Regions from separate parts of the Mus musculus genome. Here all the other regions are linked to region 3. Evidence: chromatin contacts called from public promoter capture Hi-C data. All regions are on one chromosome and are shown on one strand. The core of a region is the stretch at or near the end of the contact, and the rest is flanking DNA. Distances in the headings are between cores, read along the strand shown.

The links. Promoter capture Hi-C pulls out the DNA fragments that hold promoters and counts their contacts.
Region 1: a contact with region 3 is called in a promoter capture Hi-C map of embryonic stem cells, with 2.0 times the contacts expected there. The contact joins the promoter of Slfn5os here to the promoter of Ccl2 in region 3. A contact is called at or near these places in 15 of 39 promoter capture datasets (the 3T3-L1 cell line, 3T3-L1-derived adipocytes, the HPC-7 cell line and 11 more).
Region 2: a contact with region 3 is called in a promoter capture Hi-C map of hippocampal neurons, with 2.3 times the contacts expected there. The contact joins the enhancer-like site here to the promoter of Ccl2 in region 3. A contact is called at or near these places in 4 of 39 promoter capture datasets (embryonic stem cells, hippocampal neurons, pre-B cells and 1 more), 1 of 484 Hi-C or Micro-C datasets (B cells) and 1 of 9 other capture datasets (adipose tissue).

What each region holds. Positions count from the first base shown.
Region 1 is chr11:82,959,112-82,962,967 of GRCm38.p6, forward strand. It overlaps Slfn5os (schlafen 5, opposite strand), which reads right to left and starts at 1,570. Exons shown (of 3, transcript NR_045932.1): 1 at 1,494-1,570. Slfn5 (schlafen 5) reads left to right here. Exons shown (of 6, transcript NM_183201.4): 5 at 894-1,617; 6 at 1,789-3,856. The coding sequence ends at 2,593.
Region 2 is chr11:82,577,937-82,581,752 of GRCm38.p6, forward strand. No RefSeq gene overlaps it. Among named protein-coding and RNA genes, the nearest start is that of Gm24612, 16 kb to the right of the region's middle. Within about 2 kb of position 2,260, at least 40 of the 459 cell types and tissues checked have an H3K27ac peak or open chromatin away from gene starts, as enhancers often do. A contact at or near this core is called in hippocampal neurons, where this site is marked.
Region 3 is chr11:82,034,126-82,038,060 of GRCm38.p6, forward strand. Ccl2 (chemokine (C-C motif) ligand 2) reads left to right here and starts at 1,452. Exons shown (of 3, transcript NM_011333.3): 1 at 1,452-1,612; 2 at 2,358-2,475; 3 at 2,801-3,327. The coding sequence starts at 1,537. The coding sequence ends at 3,053.

The DNA.
Region 1 (3,856 bases), core at 320-2,819, 930 kb after region 3:
GGACCATGTCCAGGTACATCTTGTGACTTTGTTCATAGATTTTCTAGGTTCTCTTATTGATAAGAAAATATTTTGAAACATTCTGGTGTTTCTGGATTTTTCTTGGTTTTAGTTGTTTCACCATTAAGCTTTTGCAGGACATAGAACAAAGACAAATTTAGACAGGGTTTCTCTGTGTAGCCCTGGCTGTCCTGGAACTCACTTTGTAGAGGCTGGCCTCGAACTCAGAAATCTGCCTGCCTCTGCCTCCCGAGGGCTGGGATTAAAGGCATGCACCACCTTCCCACTAGTGTTCTCATAGTCCAAGAGAGGTTCTTTCTTGCTGCCTTGGCTACTGTGTTCTCAGTGTAGTCCATGTTGATCACAGCTGGTTATGGGCTCCCTCAGACTCAAGATTGCTTCTCTTTTTGTTACTAATATAAAACTGATCATTGATACATGATAGAGCTCAAAGATCGAGATCTACATCATATAATGGTAGAGTAAGACTAATTACTAGCTACTGATTTGTTTAGTGATTTACTTAAAGCACTGCTTGTACATCTGTTGGCCAAGCAGGGCTTCACTTGCCATCTGAAACAGAATGACCTGGAGAAACAGTTAATAAATAAATAGACAAATAAATAAATAAGTCCTGGCCCTCTAAATCCTGCTGCCTGCCACATACTCTATAAAATCTTGCTTGCTCGCTCCCTCCACCTAGTGGTTTTAAAGTGTAATGCGTTATTACAGATGGCACGGGCATGAAGGCTTTTCATCCACTGGTCCTCTCTTCCACTCTCATTGGTGTTATTCAAGAAAGATTATTCAAGAGTGCTTATTCAAGAAAGATTCCCACAGCAATGGTGATTATTAGCTTGTCTCTGATTCATTCCGATTCTTTCCTTGTCTAGTGTCACCCAACAGGATTACATATACTCCAGAGAGCGTCTACAAGGACCTCTTCGCAGATTACAGAGGACTAAGAAACTTAATAAATATGGAAATGCGCTGTTTCTCTCAAGGGATATTGATCTTCTCCCACAGCTGGGCTGTAGATCTAGGTCTTCAGAGGAGGCAAGATGTCATCTGTGACGCTCTTCTGATTTCCCCGAACAACGTTCCAATCCTGTACACCATTTGCAACAAGTGGGATCTGGGGAACAGGCACTATTCCATGAAAGTTGCCCGTACCCTGAAGCAGAAGCTGGTGAACATGGGTGGCTACCCTGGAAGATTAGGCATCATTCCCTTGGTCTTACCACTGGGTTCTCACCAAAGAGTAAGGAATGACTTAGAAATGCCAGTGTACCCCGAATCCTATAACTTCATAACCACACAGCAGGTGGAAGCTCTGTTGCAATCTCTTGTGATCATCTTGTTTGGGTTCAGACCCCTGTTAAATGAAGAGTTAAACTTGGAGTCTGAGACTGTGGCCCTGCTCTCAGACCAACAGTACGGGTTGCTTTCAACTAACCTGAGCAAGCACAGAGAGATGTTTGTTCACGGCTTACCTGGATCAGGGAAGACCACTCTAGCTCTCATGATCGTGGGGAAGATCAGGAATGTGTTCAACTGTCAAGCTGACAACATTCTTTACATCTGTGAGAACCAGTCCTTGAAGAGGTTCATTGTGAGGTAAGCAACCTGACTATTCATTTCTTTCTGGTGGGCAATTTGAATGGGCGTGGCTTTCGAGGGCTAAGCTCTGGGTTGTTGCTTCCATGCTCAGGAACTATTCCTATCTATTGGGCTGCCTTTCTTTGCTTAGCTGAGGAAATCTGACTGTGTTTCTTACACTTGCATCAGGAAAAACGTTTGCCAGGCAGTGACACGGAAAACCTTCATGAAAAATACCTTTGATAATGTGCAACATATCATCGTGGACGAAGCTCAGAATTTCCGAACGGAGGACGGGAACTGGTACGCAAAGGCCAAAGCCATCACTCAGAGAGCGAGAGATGGCCCAGGAGTTCTCTACATTTTTCTGGATTACTTTCAGATCAATCACTTGTGTTGCAGTGGCCTCCCTGAGCTCCAACACCAGAAGCCGTTATTGAAGCTCACCAGAATGCTCCGCAGCGGAGACAACATAACCAGCTACCTTCAGGATATAATGCATCAAATCAGAGAAAATCCTCCCCCAAATGTCCCCCAAGAAGCCTTGATGGTGGGTGAAGAACTTGAATGGGGTCCAGATGTCACAGGCAACTTAGAGATTACTGATAACTTGAATTTGGAGCAGATGTCAGTCTATGTAGCAGAGAAATGCCAGAGTCTTTGGAGGTCTGGCTATTTCACGGATGTTGCTGTTCTTTTCACTAGAGCCAGAGATATAGAAAAATGTAGAGACAAGCTTCTGCTAGCAATGAGGAGGAGGTCCATGTCTCAGCTCGCTGAGGAGCCCAGTTTACTAGTGCAGGTCAGGGAGGGGTTGGATAGTCTGGGTAGTCACGTCGTGTTGGAGAGTGTTCACCGATTTTCAGGCATGGAAAGAAGTATTGTGTTTGGGATCATTCCAATGGGATCTGAGACGGCCATTTTCTACAATGCTCTGCTCTGTCTGGCTTCCAGGGCAAGGACACATCTGTATATTGTAAAGGTTGTGTTTTGATAGGAAGATGCCAGTTTTCAGTTAGCTTGGGTTGGTCTCTAGCTGTCTTTGAAGCTCTTTGATCTAAACATTTAAGCACCAAAAACATTTCATGTACAATCAGCCACACTCAGGGCAAGCAAATATGAGTATGGGGGATGTAGACAGTAGGAAGAGACAGCAGAGCAATTAGCTGGCACTGAGATATCCTTTCTCTCTCTCTCTCTCTCTCTCTCTCTCTCTCTCTGTGTGTGTGTGTGTATGTGTGTGTGTGTATCAGGAAGGACTGGTTGTTTGAGGTAGGCAGGAAAGAGCTAATTATGAGATGACTGCTGACTTCTCGTAGACTCAGATATTTTCCTTGTTTTTAACACAGCCACCGGCAGAAATGCTTGATCTTGGTGTGTGGAGGGAGCATGAAGGGGAGAGGGGGAGAGAGTGTGTCCATCTTTAGCAGGACATAGTTTGAAATGTAAGTTCACAAACTGCAAGCTATGATTTCAGGGTGAGTCCAGTTCAGTTTAGCTTGTCGAGTTGCTTCCTGTTTTGCCTTTCATCGGCATTGCTGTTTCTGATCTTTGCCTTCTACATGACTTATTTATTCAGAATCTTTGACTCCGCCTTAATACTATTCCTGTGGGGACCCAGAGTTACTACCGTCAAAGTGCCAAAGTGTGGGTGCAGTGGTTTGGAAGGTAGAGGGCCGAAGAGGAAGAATGTACAGAGTCTAAGCCTGGCATCACTCCACACTTAATTTAGTAACCACAGTATGCAAACATAAGTCAAATATCTCTGCTCTCTGTGCGCTCCCCAGTTCAAACAGCCTTTCGAAGGCCGTTGCTGAAAAAATACTCATTTGTCATTTGCTTTAGGTCTCTGTATAGCCCTGGCTGTCCTGGAACTCACTCTGTAGACCAGGCTGGCCTCGAACTCAGAAATCCACCTGCCTCTGCCTCCCGAGTGCTGGGATTAAAGGCATGTGCCACCACGCTCGGCTTCTCTGAAACTCAATATTTAGAGCCAAACAGAGCAAACTTTTCTGGGAGACACAAACAAACAAAAATCCAGAGTTCATTTCCAGGGATGATTTGCAGGAGCAAATCATGAAAACTTAAGGAAAATGAATAAACATAGAGAGTATGATATAAATTGAATAACTTAGAGAAAAAAAATCACACATTCTAATGGGTGGATCGGAACCTACCATGTTTATCAGAGAGTGTGTGGGTATGGGTGAGTGTGGGTGTGGATAATAATCAGAAAAAAAAGACAAAGAAGCTTGGG
Region 2 (3,816 bases), core at 1,010-3,509, 540 kb after region 3:
CCCTTCATCAGAGACTGCACACACAGCTTCAGGATGGATCTGGCCAGCCATTCCTCCAGTTTCAATTACTCTGCAAGAAGTTCACCTGCTGGCAGGAGGCAGAAAAGGCATAAGACAGAGAAGATGAACTTCCCTGAGAACTGTGGTATGCTCTCAGCCTGTGCAGGGGACTGCAAAGGAGGGTCTTCTCGGCCCTATTTCAGCCAGACCCACTAAACTGCAGCCCCTGGGTTTCCTGAGCCAGGCTGAGAGAGCTGAGTAAGAAAATGGGGAACATTGAGGCTCTCAAGACAGCCAAGGCCAGAAAAGTGACCAGTGGGACCCCAAAAGATGTTGAACCCCATGCACACCCACCATGGAGGGGTGGTGCACTGAAGATGACATGGTATCTTTGAACTAAGAGGTTTCTATTACTTTTAAATAACCTTTCTACCTTTGTTCCTCTGGAGTCTGCCAGTCCTAAGGGATCCAAGAAAGGCCAGTTAGCCTTCAGGCTTCTTTCTGTCTCCTGAACTTACCAGGGTGTTGTCATTCACAGAGGTCTCCAGAACAGAGTGGTCTCAGAATCTATCGAACCCTCTACCTCTACCCTATGACAGGTATCCTATGCCATTGGGAAGTATCCCGGATAGTGAGGAATCCTGGCAGTGTGGGAGGAACTCCCAAAGCATCTCTGGGGAAGATATTAACCCTCCACGGAAGGAGCTTTCTGAATGACAGGAAGATCCAGAGCCCTGATCCGAGGAGGAAGAACAAAAATCGGCTCTCACACAGCTGCTAGCCAGGGTGCCGCCCTCGACAGTGCTCCTACAAGTGGGTGCTGAGCAGGGCAGTGCATCCACACTTCAGGAGCCCCCCCCCCAGGTTTACCTGGGTACAGCAAGGCTCTGAAGCGGCCTCTCTTCTTCCACATGCAGCCTCAGAAGCTGCTTGTGGGAGCAGAGAACCACAGGGTTCTATGTGTTGATGGCAGCCAAGGAGAAGAGACTTATTAATTTAATCCTTAAACAAATTTACAGAAATTGTCGGTGGATTTTCAGGAAACCCAGGAAAATGGTTTCTAGGGGAGCCGGCAGATTCTCCCCACTGTGTGTAGTGCGAGTCGGCAGAAATGAAGCTGCGTTATCAGAGCCCTTTCCCCAGTGCTCTCAGGCATGGAGCCCACCTTTTGGCTTACCTCCTCTCAGATTGCTCTCCATAAGCAGAGCCAGAAAACTGGCTGGGGAAGACCTGCAGCTTTCATCACTAATCCAAGGGATTAACTGGGCAAGCAAGGCAGATACTTAACTATTTGTATCACTGTTTAACGAATGGGGAAACTGAGGCAGAAAAGGATTCAGTATCTCATTGCCAGAGGTCCCACAGTTTCTTGGTGGCAGATGTAAGGTTCAAACCAGGGTGCCTGCTCCTTCCCCCCACCCCACCCCCAAAAAATCAGCATTACAACTTCTTTGTTCTACAACCTTAATCTCTCTCTCTCTCTCTCTCTCTCTCCCTCTCTCTCTCTCTCTCTCTCTCTGTTTTTGTTTTTCAAAAGAGGGTTTCTCTCTGTAGCTCTGGCTATCCTGGAACTCTCTCTGTAGACCAGGCTGGCCTTGAACTCAGAAATCCGCCTGCCTCTGCCTCCCAAGTGCTGGGATTAAAGGCGTGTGCCACCACTGCCTGGCTCTTATGTCTCTTTCTTTTGCCTTTATCAAGAAGAGAAGCCACACACCATCTTCCCATCCTCACGGGGATTCTAGGCCAACTACCCTTTCTGATGTCCTCAAGGGCAGCCTGATTGTCATCCCAGCCAGTTGCCCAGTGTCCACGCACCTTGTCACTCTGTGCCACCTGCCTCTTGGGCAATCTTTTATCCTGGTGGAATTCAGCGCTTTCTTGGAAGTTTAGTCTTCAAGAACTCAGACTTGAAGTCTTTTTCACCCACAATCCATCTGGGTCCGTGAGGCACAGCCTCTTGGATGGAATCCCAGGCCTTAGTTGGAATCTCACAGCAACTCCCCTGTTTGCTCACTAAGACTGCCGACGTCATTAGCCTCAGCTCCAGGCACTGCATTGACTCAGTCCCAGCTGAGTGCATCCCCCAACCCTAAGGAGGTTAGGGCCAGTTAACCCACTCTGAGAGGTCACTGATCCAGCACTGATAAGGAATTAGAAAAGCCCTGACCAGCCAGCAACCCTTCCCAGGCCACCGTCCCTGGTCAGACTCCAGTGCCTCCATCCACTAGAGCCCTCATTAGCATCTTAATGTGAGGAGCATATGCAATGAGGCATCAGAGAAAATCCCCGGCATTTAAATTCATTAACAGTCCCTGGAAGTCTTCAGTGCGAGGTGGAATTATCACTAAACTGCTTTTAACTTACCAGCTGTGCACTAAACTGCCAGCCATGAAGGCTGGGTGTTAGAGTCTGGCAGGAAGGCCTAGAGGGGTACTGCTGTCTGGGAGCCTAAACTCAGGGATGCCCGGGCTGCTGGCTGGAGGGCTCTGTTTCCTAGATTTCTGTTGGGCACCCTAACGATGAGTGAAAAATTCAATCAACCAGCTGGCTTGTCTGCTTAGGAACAATCAGCCGGCTCGACTGATATTGATGTGTCCGTGCTTTTCCGGTTAACTTCCATGACCCAGCTCTCTCTGCTCCAAATCTGATGGATGACAGGGAAGATGTTTCTCCACTCCCTGGAGCAGCTTCCTTCTTTCTGGCCAGCCTCTCCCAGAGTTCCATCTGATCTGCCCAAGGCATCTCCTGGCACCCTCTCCTCCCTGCTCCTGGTTTCTACCTACCCTGTTGGTCCCCCATCCTAGCAGGCAGCCTACAGTGTCAAACTCTTGCTAAGTATTGTCTTCTCTACATGCCTTGATTGACATCCCATCCCGAGGCGAATGTGTAGCCTGTGTAGACCCCAGATTATAGTCATCCCTGGCACCAAAAGCCGAGCTCAGCTAAGATCCGTGGAACCCATTAATTGATTGACGAAATCTTCTTTGCCTGTGGTGTCAATCACAGAACCTGGTGCACCGTAGTGTCTCAATAAATATTTGCTGAATAAATGTTGGGTGACAGATAAATGCTTACAGCGGGAATAAGGTGGGGTGAGGTGGTTAGGATTTAGAAATTCAATGCTCTGTTCAACAAATATTAATTGTGTGACTAATCAGAGTAAGCTATGGTTAATATTTATATTAGCCTTCCTATCTGCAAAGCCCACAGTGTGAGCTGGTCTAATTTTTGTAACAAGCCTGGGAACAGGATTCTAATATTATACTTGTTTTACAGATGGGGAAACTGAGGCCATTAATTGGCTTGCCCCAGGCTGTCTGGCATAGGAAAGCAAGGATTTGAACCTGGGAAGGCTAGATCAAGATCAATGCTCACTGGTAGGTGTTAATCAAGAGACATTATCTGCAATTTTACATTTCCAACCCCCATCCTGAAAAGTTAAAATAAGTGAGTGAGATTAATTTTTAAAGATATTTTATTTAACCTGATGAATCCAATATGTGATCTTTTCAATGCAGAGTGAACATTTAAAAGGCATTAATGAGACACTTATGTCCTCGTTTTCACACTAAGACTGGGAAATCAGTGGCCGTTTAAGGTTCACGGACCCGGCTGCATTGCTCAAAAGCCCTGTGTTGGCTGTGGCCCTGGGGAGGATGCTTCTGAGCTGCATTCAAAGCTACTATGTGCTTCTGCTCTCCAGCTTACCCCAGATCTGGACTTGGAAAACACAAGAGATGAACCAGACACAGTCCGGTTCAAGGAAGGCGTGGTTTTCTCAGTACCCAAGGCACAGCGATACCATAGAGGGTGTAG
Region 3 (3,935 bases), core at 202-2,701:
CACCCCGTGTCACCTGTGTTACCTATGGGTAATTAGGTTTTTGACAACTGACTATGCCTGGCTCCTGGTAAGCCATCACAATGCTGCTAAGGACCACTTGCCATGGAATAAACACAGCAGCTTGTTTGATAAAGCTTATTTCCTATCACAAATATATTAACTTCAGAACTGTTCTCTTCCAAGCATCCCCCCATTCCTTTACAGTCATTGTCTCCACGACTCTCTATGAAAGACAAATCTTGGGTACAACTCTGCCAATCAGGAAAGACTCAAAAGGATGCTACAGAGGAAGGAGGAAATCAAGATACCTGAGTGGAAGACTCCGCTCAGCCACTGGCACGCATGTGAGAGCGCCACTCTTTTTATCAAGAGTCTGCTGAAATGAATTCTAAGGGCTTTCAGATTTTATCGCTTTGATCACACTGTTTGTGAAGAAATCTAAACCTGGAAAGCTGAATTAAGCCAGACATTCCAGTTGGCTCACTCATGGTCCCTGGAAATCACGAAGGAAACAGGGCAGAGAGCTACCAGGAGTAGTAAACGCTAACACACAGGCTTCTAATTCATCATGACTTAACCAAAAGGCATGTTTCTCCATGGCCCGTTAGCTGTCTGTTAGTTTGAAGGTAATGTGATGATAGCCAGGCTGGAGCTACCTGGGTCCTGTTCCAGGGACTCTTAGGGCAGTTACCTACATGACCCTTCTGGACCTCAGCTGCCTGATCTGAGAATGGGGAGTAACAGCATCTACTTACCAGAGCTGGGGAAATTAGAGACTGCACTGTGAAGGGTTCCAACCACTCCTGGCCCAGAGTAAGCACTAGGTGAGTTTTATATAGAAATTTCTTCTGCACCATGAGCTCATGTATATGGCTTTCCAGGTCTGGACTTTTACAACTCAGACAGTTCATATCAATGTCACAAAGCTTCTTAGTGCTGCAAAATATCTGGTAACCACCAAGTGGAGAGAATGCTGTATTCAACAAGGCCTGATAACCAAGGACTCAGCCGACTTACTGGGGGTCCTTTCCCAGCTGCAAGGTTCCTTGAGCCAGGGGCAAGCTAGGCTGTGTTTCCAAGCATCTTCTTCCTAAGGACTTTAGGTTCCTTGGCCACTTCCTTTTATTTCAGTGAAAGCAGAGCCACTCCATTCACACTTGTGGTCACAGTAGTACAATTACTGCCAATTCTTCCCTCTTTCCCCCCCCCCCCCCCTACTCCCTGCGCAGCTTCATTTGCTCCCAGGAGTGGCTAGAAAAATACCAAATTCCAACCCACAGTTTCTCTCTTCCACTTCCTGGAAACACCCGAGGGCTCTGCACTTACTCAGCGGATTCAACTTCCACTTTCCATCACTTATCCAGGGTGATGCTACTCCTTGGCACCAAGCACCCTGCCTGACTCCACCCCCCTGGCTTACAATAAAAGGCTGCCTCAGAGCAGCCAGAAGTGCAGAGAGCCAGACGGGAGGAAGGCCAGCCCAGCACCAGCACCAGCCAACTCTCACTGAAGCCAGCTCTCTCTTCCTCCACCACCATGCAGGTCCCTGTCATGCTTCTGGGCCTGCTGTTCACAGTTGCCGGCTGGAGCATCCACGTGTTGGCTCAGCCAGGTGAGACCCCCCCAGCTCCCTTCCCAGCATATCACCCCATTTTTGAATTGTCGTGGATTGTGATAGCATAGTCTCACATGGTCAGGTACTTTTTTTTTTTTCTTTAACCAAGATAAGGAGCATAAAGAAGGAAGGACAAAGAGCCAACCCAATTACAAGATTGCTTCTGGAAAGCAACTAGAATTTTAATTGTTAGATCTAAATTTGGAATCACACCTTCATATAGTTCCTGTTCCAGTTACTTCCCTCAGTATTTGGGAACCTGGGTGATCAAACAGAGGCTTGGGTTGGTGCCTTTTTCCAGATAGAGGAGAAAGGGGAAGAGATCCAAGATCCGAGCTGTGTTTCACCCAGCCCTGCTTCCAGAGATAGCAGCTTAGCGGAGGTGGTTGGGATCAGAGATACTCATGATTTGATTTTTTTTTTTTTTTTTTTTTTTTTTTTTTTTTTGCAGCCTACAGTAATGTACTCAGGTAATCTTCTCAGGTCATAGTAATTTGACTTCTAACTCCCCCAAATGACAGTCCCCAGAGTCACATAGTTTTAATGGCATCCCTCTACCCAAGACTGTGAGCCTACTTTAAGCTGCAAATAACTGAGTCTGTTGTCAAAGATCACATCCCAGATCTGATGTATTGGCATTTATATCCCATCCTGCTGAAACTGCCTTCTCCCCGTGGTCCTTCTCTTCTCTAAGGTCAGAAGCATCTTTCCTGTCCTAATGTGCTTCTCTTTTACTCTCCAGATGCAGTTAACGCCCCACTCACCTGCTGCTACTCATTCACCAGCAAGATGATCCCAATGAGTAGGCTGGAGAGCTACAAGAGGATCACCAGCAGCAGGTGTCCCAAAGAAGCTGTAGTGTGAGTTACATACCCCGGCCCTCCCTGGTCCAAAGGTTTTTCCTTAAGAACAAGGGATGGTCCTCATATACTTATAGTCAGTCACACACTCAGATCCAATGGGGAAACCAAGGCCAAGAAGGCAAAGGCAGTTCTCAACAGCATTGTCTCTATGGCTGCTGTTCAGGCCCTTTCTACTCCACAAGCTTATCTTAGAAAACCTGCAGGAGAAGCAGGTCACTTTGAGTCCCCTTTTTCTACCTGCCCTCCCCCGCTGAGCTCTACACAGCCCCTCCATGTATACCAGACTGAACTTCATCTAACAGTGTCTTTTCTCTTCCCACAGTTTTGTCACCAAGCTCAAGAGAGAGGTCTGTGCTGACCCCAAGAAGGAATGGGTCCAGACATACATTAAAAACCTGGATCGGAACCAAATGAGATCAGAACCTACAACTTTATTTAAAACTGCATCTGCCCTAAGGTCTTCAGCACCTTTGAATGTGAAGTTGACCCGTAAATCTGAAGCTAATGCATCCACTACCTTTTCCACAACCACCTCAAGCACTTCTGTAGGAGTGACCAGTGTGACAGTGAACTAGTGTGACTCGGACTGTGATGCCTTAATTAATATTAAACTTATTTAACTTATTGATGTTATGGTATTCCCTTTCATGAATACTAAAATTTCTTAAATGCAAGGTGTGGATCCATTTTTCCCTCTCTGTGAATCCAGATTCAACACTTTCAATGTATGAGAGATGAATTTTGTAAAGATGAATGGGTAAACTTTGTGTTTGAGATTCCAAGGTATTGTTTAAAATATTATTATGGATATTCCTTATTATTAAAAGAAATATATTATTTTTGTACACCAGTCTGACTTTGAGTGTTTTCTTGAGGGAAACTGCAAAGCTGAGAGTATATAAGCTTGGAGAGCAACACAGGTTGGGACACATATTGTGGGGGAACAGGAGAGTGAATGGCCCACTCTTTTGTATTGAATGGTCTTATCTGAGTGTCATAGACTCTTCAAGATGGGGCCCAGTCAGGGATGCTAGTACCATTGTTTTGGTCCCTAGCATTGCTTCTCAGATACATGCTCAACAAAAGCCCCAGTCCTTCCCAGTCACATGTCCTAGTTGCCCTTTAACTGGGATACATCACTTCCATCTACAGCTCTGCAATTTATAATTCTCTAACTGCATAGGTAGTTCAGACAGTGGAGAACAGACGGGAGACTTAACCATCTTCTATAGGAAGGTTATGGTAATGCTTCCTAGAGAGAGGAAGACATGAACTTATCCTTGATAATGGTTAGTTTTATAGGAAAAAAAACACAAAAGCATTAAGGAAAACTGGTAGGTGGGGGAAATTATCCAAAAATAGAAATGAAAATGGTGTGTACATTAAACGGGGAAGAGCGAGGGAAACCATCCGATGGAGCTGCATGTATATCAAGAGATGGGGATTTTTCAAGAGGA